Regions from separate parts of the Mus musculus genome. Here region 1 is linked to region 2. The links are chromatin contacts, called in public promoter capture Hi-C maps. All regions are on one chromosome and are shown on one strand. The core of a region is the stretch at or near the end of the contact, and the rest is flanking DNA. Distances in the headings are between cores, read along the strand shown.

Region 1 (6,404 bases), core at 3,768-6,267, 72 kb before region 2:
GTTGTAGAACTTCACTGAGCTGTGGCTGCCAGTCAACACAGCAGTGCTGGCCATGTCAGAATAGTTGTCACCCACGAGGGGCGCATTCTCAGGTCAACACTTGGGAGCAAAGCAGGAGCTTGCAGCAGGCTGCAAGGTTCCTTGACGTCTGAGTCCCACGCAGCTCTCTTATCCTCTGAACCCAGTTCTGGTCCCAACTCAGCACCTGGCACCAGATGTGCCATCAGGGGAGGAAAGAAAAATCTACTTTTAAATTAATCATGTAATTTACACACTTCGTTTACTTGCTGGATTTTTGAAGATAATTGTAATTAAGACTCAAGTATAATTTTTCCTTCCAATATACAAAATTCAAAAAAAAAATCTTTGCAGATGAGCAATGGCTGCTTGCTTCCGAAGATCTTAGTAATGGAGTAAAAGGACTGTCTAGCTCAAGTGTGTTTTTGAATGGACCGTGCCTTGCAGGGTGGCTGTGAATATAAGCTATTGATTTGAATCCAGGGGCCAAAGAGAAGCCGTCAGAGCAGGAACCTCTTTGGAGATCACGTGCCACAACCCCCTCACTTTGTAATGAAGGAAGAAGAGGTCTGGCGAGGTGAAATAGTTGCTGCCGGGTCACATAATTAAGTTTGTTTAGTTGCTGGGCTATAGAGAGATCTGGAAAACACCACATGCATAGTTTTGCTCCTCAAGTTCCTGACATTTTGTGTTGTGTACACTCGGGGCATTTTTAAATACTGATAACCACGTGAATACAGAGCTCATTTCCTTCAATCTGGCCGTGTGGGCAGTCGCCAGTGAAGTCTATTATACTGTCTTGCCTGGTGGCTTTATGATCAGTTCGTTTGATTTATGGTGCTAGATTGGACAAGAGATGGCAAAATATTCATTATAGTTTCTTTAAAAAAAAAAAACTCCTTTCTTTCTCATTCATACAACTTCAAAAATATCTGTAAAATCATCATCTGTTGTTACAATACTTTAACTTCTGAAGAGAGAGTGGAACAAAAAAAAAATCTGTCCCAGGGGACTTTTATGAGAGCTGTAACTATGCACAAGGAGGTAGTTATAGGAGATATTATGCAAACCTGGCTGTAGCATTCTAATGGAAACTGCATAAATAATGTCTGGTTGGCTAGGGGAGAGATAAAATCCTGGCATGCTTAGCTGGGCTCTACAGCTTTACGGGACATTGCCAGCGTGCCACCGTCAAAGAAGAAAGTTGACAAACCTGACCCGGTGTGAGCCCTATGATTTATCACTCAGGATGCTGGGCTGCAGCGGGGAACCAGGTTCTTTCTCTGCATCATTTTTCCCTCTTTGTGTCCCTCTGGACTCAGGTGGTCCCTGTGAAGGGACATTTACTTACTCTCAGGAAACAAGACGGTGCTATTCAGGGCCTCTTAAATCTTAGCAGGCCCACTTCTGCTTGCTCTGAGGGCTGGTCAAGAGAGGGGACATTAGAGAGTGAATGGGAAATACTTCTTGAAATAATTTATTTTATTATTGTTATTATTATTAACTATTATTACTATTAGTGCATGCGTGCATATGTGTGTGCATGCACTAACATGTATGTATGTGTGTGTATGTGTGTGTGTGTGCTCATGCGCGCACCAAGCTTACATGTGCTGGTTAGGAGGACAACTCTGGGCAGTTGGATCTTCTCGTACTATGTGGGTTTCAGGAATCCAGCTCACATTCTCAGGCTTGGTAGCAAGTACCTTACATGATGCTCCATCTCTCCCATGCCCTTACGTGGTTTTTGTACCAGAGTAGTGAGAAAAGTATCAAAGGAATCAGGAAAGTTAAGGAGTGATGGGGGAAAGACACTTGCTCTGGATAAAGTAGTAATTGTCAACTGTTTCCTTTAAGGCCAACTCTGTCTCCTGTTGACTTATAACTTGAGACAATCTCTAATCCGCTACACAAGAACGGCATTGGATCCTGTCTGAGCTGAATCATGTCTCCCCAGATTCAGAGGCTGAAGTCCTCAGAGTCTGTGTTTGAAGACAGGGCCATTTAAATTATGGCAAGGCAGTTAAGGTGGCTCCGAAATGAATGTGACCTCCATCTTCTTAAGAATTTTGGACACACAGATGCAGAAGCTGTGGCATCACAGAGGAGAAGCCGTGTGAGGACCAGGGAGGGGGGAAAGGTGAGGCTCTGTCAACCAGAGAGAGGCCTGTCGGAGACAAAGTGCATTGACTCCTTGATCCTTGGTCACTATTAGGAGGCAGAGACATGCAGTGGAGGTGCCTACTATAAACTCCACTGCTGCTTAGCCTCTGTTTCCCTGTCGTCTCCACACTGAAGGTCCTTGAGGTTGGACGCCTGCTCCTACTCAGGATGACCTTCCTACCTGACAGAACTCACACCCAGCAGGGCTCAGTCGGTTGGACGAGTTTGTGCAAGATGATCCTTTGTGTGAGTTATTAAGTGCCCTGACCTGACTAAGACTCAGAGAGGACAGGGATAGGCAGGAATCAAATGATGAGTCTTGTTTGCCAAGGCTGTTGTGACAAAGTATCATATATTAGGCTGGGTAAGCTCCAGAAATTTACCCTGTCCCAGGTCTAAGAGGCTGGATGCCCAATAGCAAGCTAGCAAGGTTGGTTCCTGCCAAGCCCTTGCCTTGGCCTGAGAATCTCCTAGAACTCAGTGTTGAAACTGCATCCCCAGGTGGTGCGGTTTTAACAGTGGGGGCTCCGACTGGAGTTGATTAAGTCACTGAGCCCTCAGGAGTGGGACTGGCTTAGACTGAAAGGCTGAAGGGGTCTAATTTAGGCCCTTTCTCATTTGCACTTCGGACATACCAGGATACCCAGGTGATGTCATTCCATAGGAACAGGGCCTTGACAACATTCTATAGAGAACAGGGCTCACCAGACCATGACTCTTCAGCGCCTTGATCATGGACTTCCCAGGATCCATGACAAATAAAATGTTCTTTATAAAGTATCCAGTTTCTGACATTTTGTTGCAGTAGCGCAACCAAGTGGACTAGTGGACTAAGGCAGCCATCTGTTCTCACAGGTTTCCCTCTGGGACCTGGAGCCTAATTCCTGCTTCTTATAAGAAGTCAGACCCACCCTAAGGACTTTATCATAAAGACTGAGTTTCTGGTAGCTGGACTTTGACATATGGATCCATACATGGTATAGATACAGGTGTCCTGTAACATTGGCCATGAGCACTAGGCTCAGTTTGTTGTTATCCTTGTATTCCCTTGTATGGATGTAGACGACCCCCTGTGGCTTTTCTCTAGCAGGCCCTTTGACATGTGGATTCTTTCTTAAGAGGTGTACATGTTCCTCAGAACGAGATCATTTTGAGACTGAATATGGGTTTCAGCGGCTGGTGTGGACTCTCTGTCATATTAGGACGTCTACACCCCAAAGTCCTATAGAGTTGAAATAATGAAGTCACTTCGAGGTTCACTGAGTGCATTATGATGCTCACCAGATACTCCCCTGTCAGCTGCCAATCCCTGGATAAGGCAGGAAATGGAGAGCTGACACACTCAGTTCCTACCCCAGGGCATGGAAGGACTGGATTCAGAGGGTTTTTTTTTGGTTTTTTTTTTTTTTTTTGATATCTTCCCTGCTCACCTTCTGGTCACTTAGTATTGTCCTGGGGCTTTGGATTGGCCATAGAGGACTCAGGCTTTCACATCTTCAAGGCTGATAAAGGGTCCGTGCAAGCTCAGCCTTGGCCACTCCCCTTGCATAAATGAAATGCTGCCCACATAAGTCAGGGAGGTTGTAGAAAAGAGACTGTGTGCCTAAATGACTCTGACTGTTGCTATAACAACAGTGCCTCGGTCTAATTTCTTTTGAAAAATGAATTTCAGCTGGGATGAAGCCCGAGCATCGTCTCCCACACAGGACAGCTAAGCTGGCAGGCTCCAGACTGCTGCTGCTTCTAGGTTTGAATGGTGGGGTGGCGTGCCCCGCTGTCCAGCTGGTCACTTCAGCCTCCATGTTTGCCCATCTATCAGCATGTGCCTTTTATGGCATGTGCATAGAGGAATCTTACCTTCCCCATGGGGATTCACACAGGAGAGAAAAGTCCTCCTGTCCTGCCTTGTGTCCTGCTGTGGAAAAAGTCTAAAGACTTACTGGTTATAGGGCTTGCCGAGTAAGCCTGAGAACCCACGTGTGGCCCCCAACATTCATGTGAGCATCTGGGCGCTTGGCTATGTTCTTTAGTAATCCAAGGTCCAGCAGGAGGAGACAGGAAGACACCGTCCCCCAAACTTCCCAGGCCAGTCTGTATAGTAGAATATTCTGTGGAAGTCTTATATAAGGTAGAGAGGGTTAGAGAATAACAACCAGCGTCAGCCTCTGACCTCTGCATGCATAGGCACAGGACAGAACACAGATGCACATACATGCACACATGGAAAGACATAACCATAAAGAAGTCCCCTTGTTGGTAAAGAAAGCCCAGGCCCTCAGCCTTCATATCTGGAGAAAAAAAAATGCTCAATGAAATGGAGACCTAGGAGTCAGGTGCTGTCTAGAAATAGACGGTGTTTGTTTGCTTGCTGGCAGAGATGTGTGGGCGAGGGGAGACTATGAGAATCTATGTGCCCTCATTGGGAGGTGGCTCTTGGCTGCCAGGGTTTGCTCCCTGTGTGACAGCTCAGGTGGAAATGGGGCTCCTGACCTCTTTGAGGGGATACCAGAGATTTTTTTATTCTATAGACCTATTTCAACACTTTTGCATTCCTAAAGGAGATGAGTTTATGCTGGGGTTTTATTTCAAAATCATCTCCTCACATCTGGAAGCTCTGGGCCTTTTGCATCTCCTAAGCTGGTGCAAGACTCCAGAGCTGCAGAGAGGAAGAGAGGCTCTCATGAGGGGCTAAAAACAAAAGTGAGAATTCCTTGTTGAGAAAGAGGACATTTTGAGTAAACAGTGGAATAAAAATATCCCTGGGCCCTGGAAGGGGAAGCTCTCTGAAGTGTCTCTCCTCCCACCTCGTCCTTCCCAGAAAACAAACAGAGAACCCAGGGCTTGGCCACGGCTTGCTATACATTGGCCGTCCTCGCTGGTAGGAATCTCCAGCTGGGAATGACACAGATCATAGCAAATCTTTTCATCTGTTCACTTCCTTCCGAGTGATTCTTTCTCCTTCCTCACCTCCCTCCTTTGTTTCTTTACAGCTATAAATAAAATCCCATTAGAAAAATCAGAAAATAACACAGGGTCATGTCTACAGATGCGTTTGAAGAGAAAATGTATACATGACTCCTAGTAAGAACTACTGGGAGAAGACCCCTGAGGATACTGTTTCTTGCGGTTTAAAAAGGAAACACAATGTGTGTGTGTGTGTGTGTGTGTGTGTGTGTGCAGGAAAGATGAGCCCTTCGGGGTTCTGACTGCGATTTTGACAGCACCTGCTCATCCCTGTGGAGCTTTGCCTAGGAAAGAAAGCTATTGCATGCATGGAAGTCGCTGGATGCATGTAGTCTCTGCCTCCTCCTCCTCCTCCTCCTCCTCCTCCTCCTCCTCCTGCTGCTGCTGCTGCTGCTGCTGCCACCAGGGTCACAGCCATCAGCTCCTCACACACGTGACAGACTTGGGGCACAGCATCTTTCCTGTAGAAAAGCTCTGGGCATTTCTGCGAAACGGCAGATCTGACTCAGGCATGGATGGGTCCACCTTGGACCCTTATGACAGGTTCTAAAACTCAGAATTTATCAGCAAGCTTTGTTGAAGTTTGGTGAGGCAGTCAGGAGAAGAGGCTTTGAGAGGAATCCGAGTTACCTGTCCTTACTGAAGCAATCCTCGGCCATCACAGATTATTATGAGGTTGTTGTTGTTGTTATTATTATTATTATTATTATTATTATTATTATTATTATTGGTCAGGTTGGCAAATGAGAAACACTAGCAAATATGGTGATATACCCTGTAATCCAATTACTTGGGAGCCTGAGGTCAGAGGATCAACGGCTCTACGGCAGGGTACATAGCTAGTTGGGAGCCAGCCTGGGCTACATGAGATCCAACCTCAAAAACGTAAAAAATAAAAAAAGGACCAGATGTAGGGTTACACACCTTTAATTTCATGCGTCAGGACTCGGAGGCAGGTGGCTCTGTGAGTTTGAGGCCAGGCTGGTCTACATGTTGAGTTCTAGGCCAGCCAAGGCTCCATTGTAAGACCCTGTCTTACTAAAAATAAGTGTAAAAAATTAGGGTACAATATCCTCAGCATGAAGCCCAGCAATTTTCAACCAACGGGAATACTGTATAACAGCAATATCTTAAGTCACTTACTAAATGACAAATTGAGTTATCTGATAAAAATGTATCCTTGTGCATCCTGCTTAAAGTTATGTGAAGAGGTTTAAGAATCATGCAGCCCGCCCTGGTGACCATCAGGATCATCGTCT
Region 2 (6,530 bases), core at 1,800-4,299:
GGTACCTTTCCCGAGGTCCCTCAATGTGATGTGGGATCCATGCTCATAAAAGCTTCCAGCAGAGCAGCAGGAAGAATAATCCCCAAGCTGATAAGAATTAGGTATGAACTCTTATGAACACACTAGTCAAAGATTGGCCCCCAACTCTGAACTTACCCAAGAAAGACAAAATAGCCCTTCCAGACACTATTGAGCCTGACCACCTCAGCTTTCACAAGTGGAGGGGGCTTGGACAATGTAACAAAGGGATTTTTGGGATGCCTAGAAGTCACTCTCAAAGACTATCTCAGGTGCCACAGTGCAGTCTTCTTAGGGGTGGGAGGGAAGCACCTTGGACAAGGGTGTCCCTTTCTTTTTATTCCAGAGACCTGCACTCACTGGTGAAGAGACCAGAGCCACTTAGCTGGAAACATCTGCAGCAGATGTGCCCCCATCCCCTCCCATCCCTCCCTATGGAAAAGCTGACAAGGGACACAAAACTGTTTCCACACCTCTGTCTCAACGTTGGCTTACAAGTGAGGAGGATTGATGTTAAGCAGAGCTTACAGTAATGGCCTCATTCTCAGTGATTGTTCTAGAACAGGCACAGCTCTGTTCTTCCTGCTTCGGATCTCCATGCTCATCCATTGTTCTTCATTGCCCAGTGCTTGTTGAGGGAGCTCTGTAGCGTTTACAGGTATAAAAGAGCATGCAACTATTTTTCTTCCTTGAAGTCATTGTCTATATTTAGGTTAGCGGTGTGATGAGAGATGTTGATGTTTTGTGAGTCACACTGAAAATTACCTCTCTAGATACAGGCAGAATGGGAGGCTCTTAGAGCCTTGCCTCTGCCCTGTGCCATGTAGACCACTGCTGCCCCAAAGCGAGATCATTAACCCTCTGCTACCTGCCAACGCTCTGCACAGCTGGACGGGGTCAAAAAGATCTCACCCTCACCCACCACAGGGTGACAGAGGGAACGTGTATGACCAAAAGGTGAGAGGGAAGGTTGCAAGGAGTTTTGTAACTCTTAACTGGAAGTCCTTGCCCAGAGCTCTGCATTGCCAAGTAGGAAATGTGCCCCTGACTTGCCCAGTATGCAAATGAATGACCCCCACCACCCCCCTTTTACCGTGCAAACGTTCAGAGGGAGAAAGCCAACACCCACCTCTCCTTCCTTCACTGAACTGGGAGACAATCTCAGCCACCCACCCCACCCCCAACGCCCTGTTTGTTCTTCTCATTTTAGGAAAGATACTCTAATTTTTCCCCCTCTGTGCTTCTTTTGAAAGGGAAGGAGGGGCTTGCATTGAATTGCTCTTCGGCTACCTCCATCTAGATAGGCTTCATTAATTTGATAAGCCGACACCAAAAGAGAGGGGTAGGGGTGGGGGTAGGGGTGGGAGTGGGGGGCTGCCTAGGGGCTGCCCTGAGGTTTCAGAAGATGAACTGCTAATGATGTTGAAAAAGTACCTTTTCAGATTGTGTGGTCCCTCCGGAAAACCAGAGCCCTTCCTCCCTTTTTCTTATTGTGGTATAGAAATTGAAAAATAGAAACCTGGTTGCAACTGGGGGTGTGTGGGGGGGAGAGTATGTGGGCTGGTGGGGAGGGCGAACAGACAGATGCATCCCTGAGGGGAAGTTTGCAGGGGCCTCTTCTCTGACAGTGTATCTGATATTGTCATGCTAAAGAGTGAAAAACTAATGGGGGGGAAAGATTAATTTGCTAGGTCAATTATTGAACAGACTTGCTTGATACTTACAAAACTCGTGAAATTAGCGCATGATTGACAATATGAGTATTGTATTCAACATCCGTGATCCTCTGACTCAAACTGAGTTGGATACAAATCACAGGCTTTGGACATTTTCAGTACACTCAGGTTTGTTACCCTTCCCCATCCTCTATCATGATGGAAGCTGGTTAGACCTAGAACAACCATCCATACTCTCTGCCTCAAACAGTCCGTCAGAGTTTATGCCCGTTGTCTTTGTTTGGTTGACAAACTATTCACTCTTTATATCTCAACAACTGGGAGATACTAATAAGTCCCTGGTTTCACTGTGATTTATTGTATTTATTACATTTGTTACATTAACTCCTGTGTGCATGTGTGTGTGTGTGTGTGTTGTGTTGTGTGCTTGTGTCATTTCCTTCCTTCAACCACGTGCTGTCCCAGGATTGATTTTCCAAGTAGTCAGGCTTGGCAGGAAATTCCTTCATCCACTAAAGCCACCTTGCCAGTTTGGGGTTTTAATTTCATTCTCCATTTTTCTTGCGTATTTTCCAAGACCATTTTCAAAGATATGCAGAAAGTATGTGTGTGAAGCACTCTGAGTCTAGAAGGGCATTTAAGCTAGGATTTATTTATTGTTTCTGGTGACAATATGAAGACTCTGAAGATATGGAGCCATTCTGAATACTCATGAATCACAAGCCAAAACCACGCAGTGGCCAGCTGTGCCTCACAATAAACACCAAGGTGGGCTGGAGTGTCACTAACCATCATTACTTATGTGAGCACAAGCCAGGCTACTGACCCCTGGAATTTCTGCTCCAGTAAATATTTCACTTCCTCCTCAATTTGGCCAAGTGACAGTGATTACTTGGCTGTGTCAGAAGCAACTGTGGCTTGGACCGGGGGAGCTGTGCGGAGCCTGAGGGCTAGGGGTGGGTACACGTTTCAAGCGGATGAGCAAGTCTTTTGCACTCATCAATTCAAGTAACTGGAGTCTAAATTAGAATGGCTAATAGGCGTTCATTCCTTAAACAAAAATCTACCAAGCACCTCTTTCATGCCAGCCACTGACATAGGTCCTAAAATACAGAACTCTACCCTGGAGTCGCTTCCATTCAGGCAGACAATACACAGTAGCCAAGTACGGGTTATGAGGCTCTTACAACAACAGCAAAGAGAGAAAGTGGACCCAGTGAAGAAAGATGGAGAAAACAACCAGGGCATGTGGCCTGAGAGCTGCTCAGGACTTCAGTTATATCCCATTCTGCCACCTCTACCGGGATCACACACAAACACGGAGGGCGGGGAAAAGACAGCACTGCTCCTGCGCATGCGCACTGAAGCCTCAGCCCCAGGAGCGTCAGGGACACCAACGGCTGCCGTTCCTTCTCAGTTGCATTAGCCCTGACCGACATGGCTAGTGTGTGTGTGTGTTTTGTCTGTCTGTCTGTCTGTCTGCACATACTAGGAAAGGACAGAGTTGGACAGCCAGTGAGAAGTAAAGACCCTGCCTTTGTGGTAAGCACTGTGGTTCTCAGTTGTTCCTCTTCTTCTTCTTCTACTACTACTACTCACACACACACACACACACACACACACACACACACACACACACACCCCACACACACACATCTGGGACTTTTGGCCAGGTTCTAGGCCTGCTTCTCTGCCTTCGAGGTGGTTTACCCTGATCTTGACAATGACCATAATGGTGAATTCTGAGGTATGCCTATTTCATTTTGCCTGATCTGATTGACAAGGGGTCATGTATTGATATTCTAAGGAGGATGAGCTAGCACCCTGAATTTCCTAAGGACAAGACGATGCAGTTGCCAGTTGTCCAGGCTGCCTTCTATCGGGGCCGTCTTATTAACTCCGAAGCTCTGCTTTGCCTTCTCTTGTGTGTTCTACACTTAAAGCCAAATAAGAGGTCCCTAAGTCCACCCCTGCCTGGCATCGGGGCCTTTCGAGGGGACATACTAGGCGCACCGCTGCTGTTGGTCTGTGCACTTGTGGCACCGCTGTAATGCTGATAGGCCCAGTCTAGTGAAAAAGCAAAAGGCAGTTCTGCGCCTCCTTTCCCATTCTTTGAGACTGCAGTGAGGGTGACTGGCTCCCAGCCTGATATGGGCTTGACATGTGGGGCAGTCCTGAGTTCAATTCCTTGGGGCCTATACCATCCCACGTAGGCAGCCATCCAGCCAGGATCCTGGTGCCTGCCTGCCTGCCGAACCACGGCTGCTTTCTCCTTGTTTGTGGTCAGTGAAAGGAACAGGCTCAAGCGAAGCCCTCTCCTGATGGAGCAGATACTGTGTTTAAGGATGAAGAACGTGGCCTCGCCATATGTCTAGGGCCAATAAAGGGCCTCCTGAGACTGAAAGACATGAGGGCGGATTTTTCCTGCAGTGAACCTGTTGCCCTGAGTTACCACGTGAGGCTGGCAGGAGGCCTCTGTCCAGAACTCCAGCAGGAACTCCATGCTAACCAGAGTCGGGACAGCTCCAGGTCTGACATGATGCTGAGCAGCAGAAACAGCCTTGTCATTCCAGAGCATCCTAGAGCGATTCTAGAAAAGCCACCTATCCGTTCTTTTCGCACCTCATTGGTTGTCCATTGCTCTTTAGGGACCTCCAAGTGCTTGACCTGGTGACTCTAAGAAAGCTATTCTAACCGTAGGATCAGCGAGCTAAGAGTGTGGCTCAGTGGTAAAATGCCTGATGGGGATGCAGGACCCAGAGTTCCATCCCCAGCACTGCCACAACAAGCAAACAGATAAAAACAAATGAGCAGAGATGTGATTCTAGATGTGGATTTATTCTAAGCCTGGTGGCACAGGCCTATGATCTCTAATAATTGGGGGTTTGTAGCAAGGGGATCACAAGGGTCAGGCTTGCTGGGCCCCTCAGTGAGACCCGGTTGTAGAACAATATGTAAAAATGAGGGCTGGCATACAGCTCCATGGTGGGACGCTTGTCTGGCATAGGCAAGGCTCAGTTCCATCTCCCACAGAAGGAAAGAAGAAAATGGAAGGGCAGGGTAGGGGAAGGAAACAAAGAAAATAGTGCACGGGGTTAATATGTTCATCGTCACAACATTGGTAGTTGTAAATATTTGAGGGAGGGTCTTAAATGGCTAAAAGTAAAGATTTAGCTAAATAAATTATGGGACATTAAGCTGCTATTAAAGTACCATAAAATAATGCTTAATGCCCTGGGGTCCATGTGAATGAAAGAAAAATTATAAAACAGTAGTTCTAATATTTTTATTCTTTTTCTTAAAGGGCAGAGAAAAATATATTTATTTGGAGCTAGTTAGGACTGCGATCCAGGAGAAGACAGATTCAAGCCATCATGAAAGTGTGTTCTAGGGCTGGAGAGATGGCTCAACAGTTGAGAGCACTGGCTGCTCTTCCAGAGGTCCTGAGTTCAATTCCCAGCAACCACATGGTGGCTCACAACCATCTATAGGGAAATCTGATGCCCTCTTCAGGCAGGCAGATGTATATGCAGCAGAGCACTCATACACTGAATAAATTATATTAAAAAGAAAGAAGAAAAGAAAGGTACTCCAATCCCTTCCCCTCTTTTTAAAAAAGATTTTTGAAGAAAGATCTCTGTGTAGCCCAGGTTGACCTCATGCTCAAAGCAGTCCTCCTGCCTCAGCTTCCCCAGTGCTGAGATTTCAGACATGAGTCATTACATTTGGCAAATCTAATATCTTAAAGAACAAAGACATTAACAGTTTGATTTTAATGGAATAAAAAAAAATGTAGATTTTTTTCACAATTAAATCTGGACTAAAAATTTTAAGAAGGAAACTAGAGAAAAACTCAACAATGGGAAAAAATGATTTTTCTTAAGTACCAAAGTTTCCACTGAAAAGACAGAATAGGAGCCAATGCAATAGTGTGTGGCAGCAGAGGCATGCACTGCCAAACATTCAATCCCTGAGTTCCACATGGTGAAAGAATAGAACACACCCCACCCCTAAGTCGACCTCTGACCCCCACAATCGTGCTGTGGCATCTATGTACACATGTGCGCGCACACACAAAAATAAGTGTTTTTAAAATAAATGATAGAATACCTGAACACCAGGGTTGAAATCATTTTATGGTTCTTTAATTTTCTTCTTGACCTTAAAGCACATTTTACTGAAAGTTATCCTCAGATGTGAACTATATATCTGTTTAGTTCCGTGCCCCTTCAAAAGTAGTCTCTTTCAATGGAAAGCTGCAGGGGGATTGGTGCCATTTGTGTGAGTGTTGCTTCACTGCCAGGATATTGAGAGAAGTTAGCCAGTTGGATGGCACATCAGCTTGGAGACGCAAATGTGGAAGGGTGCCGCCTACCCACCAGGTGTGGGTTTGGCTTTTTGGCATTGGTGAGGATGACTCTACCACCAACCCTCCACAGGGCTCTCTTCCACAGCATGAAAGTAAAAGATCATGTCCCTAAACATGGAATAAGAGAAGGAAGGACCCAGCTCTTTTGATGCTGAACGGCACCCAGACTAAGATGAGAAAGTCCAATCTTAATATCACAGGGATCAGAGTGGGAAAAGAGCACATTCCTCAACACACAGGAAATCAGGTATCAATGGAAGCTAGTTTGTATGGCAAGAACTTTTGATTTAGCATATAAAACTGCCAAGAGGAGGGTCAGGTGGGAAAGGTCTTCCTAGCTGGGCAGGATTAAATTAGAGAGAAGTCTGAGTCCAGCATTTGTAAGAAAGCTATCTCATAACCCCAGGGTTTAGCTGATCTTGCTTCCATAATCCTCTCTCTGAGAATGCTGGAGTGTTCAGAAAAGT

What was found. Capture Hi-C pulls out chosen DNA fragments and counts their contacts.
Region 1: a contact with region 2 is called in a promoter capture Hi-C map of pancreatic islet. The contact joins two enhancer-like sites. A contact is called at or near these places in 1 of 15 datasets of contacts at CTCF or cohesin (CD8 T cells), 8 of 484 Hi-C or Micro-C datasets (bone marrow-derived macrophages, cortical neurons, embryonic stem cells and 4 more), 3 of 115 datasets of contacts at active chromatin or transcription factors (extraembryonic endoderm stem cells, microglia and trophoblast stem cells) and 2 of 9 other capture datasets (adipose tissue and pancreatic islet).

Annotation. Positions count from the first base shown.
Region 1 is chr3:51,867,589-51,873,992 of GRCm38.p6, reverse strand. All of the region lies in intron 1 of Maml3 (mastermind like transcriptional coactivator 3), which reads left to right. Among named protein-coding and RNA genes, the nearest start is that of Gm46803, 160 kb to the right of the region's middle. Within about 2 kb of position 5,017, at least 28 of the 459 cell types and tissues checked have an H3K27ac peak or open chromatin away from gene starts, as enhancers often do. A contact at or near this core is called in microglia and pancreatic islet, where this site is marked.
Region 2 is chr3:51,793,105-51,799,634 of GRCm38.p6, reverse strand. All of the region lies in intron 2 of Maml3 (mastermind like transcriptional coactivator 3), which reads left to right. Among named protein-coding and RNA genes, the nearest start is that of Gm46803, 89 kb to the right of the region's middle. Within about 2 kb of position 3,049, at least 87 of the 459 cell types and tissues checked have an H3K27ac peak or open chromatin away from gene starts, as enhancers often do. A contact at or near this core is called in microglia and pancreatic islet, where this site is marked.